Linked DNA regions of Gasterosteus aculeatus: region 2 is linked to region 1. The links are chromatin contacts, called in public Hi-C maps. All regions are on one chromosome and are shown on one strand. Each heading gives the region's core, a stretch centred on a gene start, on an enhancer-like site or on the middle of the called end of the contact. The rest is flanking DNA. Distances are from core to core; before and after follow the strand shown. Region 1 holds the start of bcl6aa (BCL6A transcription repressor a). Region 2 overlaps lpp (LIM domain containing preferred translocation partner in lipoma).

Region 1 (3,390 bases), core at 592-3,091:
TCAGACCTCTGTATATTTCTGTAGATATCATCATCAGAGTCTCCAATACTGTATTGGTGTATTTTCACCTTTTGTTTTGGGTGTCCTCCAGCCAAAGCAGTATATGGATTTAAATCCAACATGGGATTGGGGAGGATGAAAGCAATCCCACTAAAACCCAGAAGTCAACTGCTTTACCAAAAAAAAAAAAAAAGAAAAACGTACGGTACTGACATGGATTCAGGAAGTGATCACTCAAACATTTCTATGAAATATTCAAGAAAATACATGCATAATGCATAGCACGCACAAGTACATTTAAATTGTTAATTTGCAAACAAAGAAAATATATTAGAAAGGAGAAATACTGGTTCTCTCTCCTTTTTTTACCCCAATTTCTGAATAATCAGAGTTAGTTTTAGTTAAAATGTATCATTTCTGATTGAATTTTCTTCTTTGTCTCGCGAGCGCCCACAGCCTTTACTTCATGGAGCCAGACGGTGCTGTCTCTTCCTCTAAGTTCTAGAAAACCTCCCACTCTTTATGTTTGCCAGAAACAAATCAACTCCCATAACCGCCGGGCCTCATTAATCTGCATTTGCGCACGTTTTAAAATGAAGAGAATAAGAAATCATATATATATATATATATATGATTCACTCCCACTAATGTATCACAGTCAGCAGCCACTGCATCTCTGGCGGAAGTGCGGACGCACAGAGAGCAGACTGGCACCTGCTCTGCTCGACACGTTTGTCGTTTCTAGGTGTTATCCGTTCTGCATCTCGCACGCAGACACGCTACATATCTGCTGCACTCGGTTGGTTCACCGGTTGCATGGAACCCCCAGCATTCCTAGTGATCATCACTTGCCAACTGGTACGTTATTGTCCATCAATGATCTGATTGTTTAGTGTTAAGGATAAAGTACAAAACATGCATCTAGTGCAAACATGATTGAAGATTGTGGAAGGTCCCTCACATCAGCAAGTTGAATACATGCTTTCTACATACTGTGGATGACCCTGCCAGGATATTGTAATCCCATTTGCCTATCAGACATCAGTTGTACTTATCGTGACCCCTCCACCCCCGGGAGCACTGCTTTGCATGCATGCCCGACCTTGTTAACGTTGTGAACGAGCAAGTGCATTGATTTGATGTCTAAGATGAGGTGACCCTCATAAAGCCGGCGTGGAACCATAATGATTAGTTTCAATGCAGCAGTGAGGCAGCCGGGGACTCTGACCTTTGTCTGTGGAGGAATGTTTTCAGCTGTCGCTCTTCCTGTGGATGCAGCTTGTGTGTGGGGTGCAAAAGAATGTGTACACATTATAATGTGGGGTTTGATATACTCAAATTATGATTATCTAGGATATATGCAAACTTGATATTTTCACAGGTTTCACTGCAACGAAAGATATGACAGAAACTGGAAATATAGAAATCCAAAAGGACATTTCTAGTCACTTATTTCAAATCTCCCATATATGCAATTCAAGGATTTTTCACTATGCTGCACATTCATTCATCTTGCCGGCGTCGACCAACTTGCCCCCGCGCAGGTGTCTAAGAACCGAAGAAGGATGTCTCACCTTTTTTCTGCTGGAAGGAGTGAGGCATGATGGGAGCTGTAGTGGGAAGTCGGGAGGAAGCGCTGTGCCTTGAACTCAAAAAGCCGGGAGCCCAGTTGAGGAAGCGGCGAGGGCCTCTCCTGCAGATCCAGAAGTCTTCCTCGGTGAGCGGCGCCCACAGATCAATCAACCTTTCCTCTGTGTTAACGTCCGGAGCATCAACACAACACTGGCAAGCAGCTGGACGTTCCACGATGCCGAGTCTGAACTGGTGCCCAAGCCTCCTCCTCCTCCTCCTCCTCCTGAGTGGCAGCCAGTGCTGGATGAGTGGGTAGGGGTGGGGGATTGGGGGGGGAGGGGGGGGCCAAGCTGCCTTTAGTTCAAAAGGGCACGCGGTGTGTATCTGGCCGCGGTGGAGCAGCTCTGGCGGAGCCTCCGTTAGCGTTGAGCGGGATTGGGGACGCTGGCGGGAAAGTCGACCGAGCGCTCCGACGGCAGCCAGCCGGGTCCACGGGGCATCTCCGGCTCTCCCGGCTGATAGGCCGCCTGCGCTCTAGCGTTCATTGATTGTGGCGCTCCTCTTTTCCACGAATGCTGAAAACCGTGGGGCAGGCTCGGTTTTTGGAGAGTGTAGGGAGGGGTAGAAAAAAAGAGGAAAAGGAGATTAAGCAGCCTGTAAAATAATCCCAGTTTTCCTATATATATAATTCATTTGAACGAAGAGTCTAAAATCCCATTAAGCCACAGGAGCACAAACCATGGAGCAGCAGTGCCTTTAATGTGGAGGGAACTCTTGGAGCTCATGCCATCTGCCAGATTAGACTCTTTTTTCATATACGGCAACACATTGTTTTATAAACAGAGCTTTATACAACAAACATTTCAGTGTCCTGGAGCATTAATCTACCTAAGCTTATCTCAATCCATGGAACTAGATATTGCTCTTTATAACTTGTCTACTGTAAGGGGGGGGGTTATTACATCACACCAGCTGTCCGTTCAACCTGGCACCGTCAATGGGAAGGTCAGCAATGTGGAAGCCTCAGAGGAAATTAGGGAGGAAAATCCTGAAAACAGAGAATGATAATGTCACTGTTGCTTTTTTTTGTGGAACTGCATGTTTATCATTTAGAAAAGAGAAGTTGACCAGTGACAATGCACCCGTCCACAGCGGTTATGTACAAGTCCCAGTGTGTCGAGGCCTCCACGGCTGATGAAATGCATCACAGGTGCATCAGCACTGCGCTGCTGTCATCACAGCACTCTACACACAGAAGCAAACACCACTGGGGGGTCGGGGGGGGGGGGATTAATACACATGTATCCATATATGAATGTATGACAGATCTGGACAGTGTGATTGCTCAGGATAATCTATTCGGATGAGTGCGACTAGAAATCAGCCAATCCAACCCCAAAAGCCAAATTAGGCCCAACACATTTCCATCATAAAGCGCCCCCCTAACAAACTGAGCTGTTGGGGCAGGACGGGACGGGACGGGGGGGCAAATGGCCGGTGAGCCCTGGGATCCGTGTGATCCAGGGATAAACTCCTGGTGAAGAAGCTTAGACCTCGGGACTAACACACAGATGAAAGCCCACAACAGGTCACAGCGTCTCAGAGGGCGAAATAACTACAGGAAAGAACTTCTGATCGCTGTGCCGTCTCTCCGTCACCAGCAGCCTCCAGGCCGAAAGAACCTGAAGATTAATGACAACATAGCGTCATCGTCCCCCCCCCCCCCACCCCCTCTACCCTGCCCTCTACCCTGCCCTGCATCCTGCTCTGCATCCTGCTCTGCTGGGCTTATAAGAGGATGGCTTCCACAGAGCAGCG
Region 2 (3,390 bases), core at 552-3,051, 59 kb after region 1:
TCGTAAACACTTCAAGAGCAGCACGCATGACTGACTCAGGAGTGGGACAAAGACACAGAGTCAAAATACGACTCTGTGTCTTTGTCCCACTCCCGAGTCAGTCATGCGTGCTGCTCTTGAAGTGTTTACGAATGCCACTTACTGGAAAGACAAAGTTTAATATTGGTGACGCTCCGGGTCCTGATGACTGTCACGTCCTCTCAAATAACTTTAATCGCCGATTAGGATTCCTCCTCCACGGCGCCACTTAGAAGCGTTTGCCGGGTGGCGGCGGGGAGGTTGCGGCATTAAGTCGGCCTTCCCGCCGCTGCCCCTCGTTAGCGCTGCGGCTCCCGATGGTCACAAATGGAGCGAGCCTCATTCACGGCACAGAGCGGGAAGTGCTCAACAGCCCAAACCCGTGCTGATTAGGCCTCCATTAGAGGGACGAGGACTCTCTGACGCAGACTGAGTGGGGGACGTCTCCGGGGCCGCAGGGGGCCGTGTTTACTGGGGGGCGGCCGGTGAGGGTCCTCGCGGTCGTGTTTCTTTCTGTTTTTTTATATTTTCATCCTAACGTATGAATAAAGGTCGTCTGATCTTCACCATTTTGGAAAGTTTGAAATGAAAAAAAGTTCTGTCTCTGTTTCACTGTAGTCAAGGGGAACAAAGGGCCCTTTTTGCTAGAAAAGGATTGTGGTTAAAAGGAGAAGTGGGGAGAAAACACAGATGGCATCTTAATGAAAGTAATTTGCGTTTGCAAGTTTGTGTTTCTTTGTTATTGAAACTAGTGTATTCCGATTTCTTTCTTTTTTTACCCATTTCATCCTCTTTCAAACAACCACAAAACGTTTTGTAAGGTTGTGGTTATTGTTTTTCTTTAATATAGATCCACATCGAAACAATTGTGAAATAAGAGTTTATTTACTATTACCATTATGTCATTCTTTTTTTTTGATTGTTTGTAAGTGGCCTAAACACAGAAACTTTTTTAAATTTTCAAGTGAAGCCAAAGCATCGATAATTGCAAACCACCTTTGGACTTTGACTACTAGGGACACATTGAATGAAGCCACATCTTTATTTTATTTTTATATGAATGCGAAATGGGATATATCTTTGTGTCCCTCCATAATCATTTGTAAATAATGCTGAACTCTTTTTGAATAAAATGTGCTATGAATCGAGCTTTAAGTAATAAATAACCGAACCTTTCACTAAACTTCAGAATATATAAAGGAGGAAGCTGGAAAGTTTGTTTTGTATTGTAAAAAAGTCCAATTCAAAAGAAGAAAATGAATACGTTCCATATCACCATGAAATTCATGAACATGCAACTAGGGCATTCTAACCTTGCTGAATTTCGGAGAAATCTACACAACCAAATCTCCAAAGTGGTAAATGAACGAGCTAAATGTGTATTACGGATGTTTTCTTTTCGCTGGTCTGAAGTAGACTTGCAAGCCAATTCTCTGAACCAACCCGCGGACTGAAAGCGGCGCCCCATCTCGTTCCTCCTCCAAGTCTTGCATTCCGCTGTTCCACATTCAGAACTCTTAAGACACGCTCAATAAAACATGCTCCTCTGCAGCATTTACAACCCTCGCGTTTCCTGAAATGAGAGCGGCAAAAACATCGCCGATGTTCTGGAGGACGCGTACATGAAAGTTGATGTTTTAATTCTGCGTAAGCCGTGAGTTACAAGTGCCTCGTATGTTCTGGCACAGCGGATCCGTGCCAGGGCGAGGTGGTAGGGGGGGTGGGGGGGGGCTTGTTGTCGAGCAGCATATTTTATTTCCTCTCCCCTGGGTTCGGAGGAGCTGTTGCACTCTGGAGTTTTAACGGAGGCCACAAGGTTATTATATAAACAATTCACACGGAGGCCCTGGAGCAGCCGGAGGGAGCGTTTTAATGCAATGCTCACAATTTGTGAAGCGCTGTAATGCTCAAGACGCAGACACGTATCCAATTTTAACCATGCTGCATTATCGCCCTGTTTTCCCTGCTTTTTTTCTTGCCTTTTTCCTTATTCTTATTTTTTGGGCTGTTTTTGTAAAGGCAACTTAAAAAAAACACACACACTTAATTAATTTGGTCAGCTGCTTTGGATAAACTACATTGATGACATCAATTAAATTCTAATGAAAACAGATAAAAGCCGTGGAAAGCAAATGGAATTTCTAAACAGGACTCATCAAAGTCTGAGCATTGGAACAAATTCCCATTACGTCTCATAAAAGCCTTTAATTTGCAAAGCTCATGTCTGGTTTGGTACTCAGAAGTACACGGTCAAATGATTCAGTCGTGAGTCCTGCACCAAAGAGAAGCCAAATCTGAATTTAATTTGGCACGTAACTCCTTATCCCGTCTCTAACATGTGGTTGGATGCAATCCTTGGATTAGCGTGGACTTTAGAACTACACATTTGGCTCGTCTCCTCCTCCTCTGGCAGAACAAACACCTCGTCCAACCCCGTTTGTAACGCAGCATTTACATTTCCAATCTGCGCGACGAGAAGCACAGATTAGTACTTCTTAACCAAATTGCTGCAATTGTGTGTGTCAATCGGCGGCCGCGACGAGGCTCCGTCCCTCCGTCTCTTTTGCCACCTGTCTCTCTTTTGGGATAACGGTATACCCTCTTTCCAATGTTTCATAGTTCAAGACAAGTTATGATGAATAATCCAAGCTGCTCGCAATGTTGTATGTCTGGATTTGAGAGATGGGGCTTTAAATATTTCATAAAACTCTAGGATGAATACAGATCGTTTTATTTACTAAAATCGGATCGGTAACATCCTGACATATATGACGGCATTATTTAAGCTGACTCCAGTTGATATTTGTATAAAATGAGTGTGTTACATATTCATTTTAATTGTTGATTTCTAACGGAAGGAGTAACCCCGACTAATTCACATGCCATTCAACAATATGAGCATTGTAAAAGTAGGATTTCACACTTTGGAAGAATTTTCTTTCCATCATGTAGTTTTTTTTTCATGCATTTGATCCTTTCGTTGCAGATAAATTGTTGGTAAGTCTGTTTATTTTGGTTAGCCTAAAAAATTGCTGTGAGAGTTGTGAACAGTGCAAAGAAATAATAATGATAATTCATCATTAACATCATCATTCATGTGAGTGCATCTGAAAGAGACACTTTGGAACTTTACCCACTCAAAGCCGTGTTCTTTATTTGTTGAAGGTTCCGCAAGTACAAAAGGGGACAAGGTTTACAAGAAGCTGCTCGGTGTGTTGCCCCCACATGGTGCGCACACACACACACACACACACACACACACACACACTTCAGCTTCATGTGTACGACTTCTTGAGTGGCCGGGGAAATGATTGCACGTGCTGCACACATTCAGTTCGTTCATTTTTTTTTTCTAAAAGTGAAATGTCTCTG

The links. Hi-C and Micro-C count contacts between places; a contact is called where the count stands out from the background.
Region 2: a Hi-C map of liver shows a contact between it and region 1, with 2.7 times the contacts expected there. The contact joins the enhancer-like site here to the promoter of bcl6aa in region 1. A contact is called at or near these places in 5 of 6 Hi-C or Micro-C datasets (liver, skeletal muscle, tail fin and 1 more).

Annotation. Positions count from the first base shown.
Region 1 is chr8:4,559,474-4,562,863 of fGasAcu3.hap1.1, forward strand. bcl6aa (BCL6A transcription repressor a) reads right to left here and starts at 1,842. Exons shown (of 10, transcript XM_040183618.2): 1 at 1,575-1,842. The coding sequence starts at 1,602.
Region 2 is chr8:4,618,945-4,622,334 of fGasAcu3.hap1.1, forward strand. All of the region lies in intron 3 of lpp (LIM domain containing preferred translocation partner in lipoma), which reads left to right. Among protein-coding and RNA genes, the nearest start is that of lpp, 53 kb to the left of the region's middle. Within about 2 kb of position 1,802, at least 2 of the 9 cell types and tissues checked have open chromatin away from gene starts, as enhancers often do. A contact at or near this core is called in liver, where this site is marked.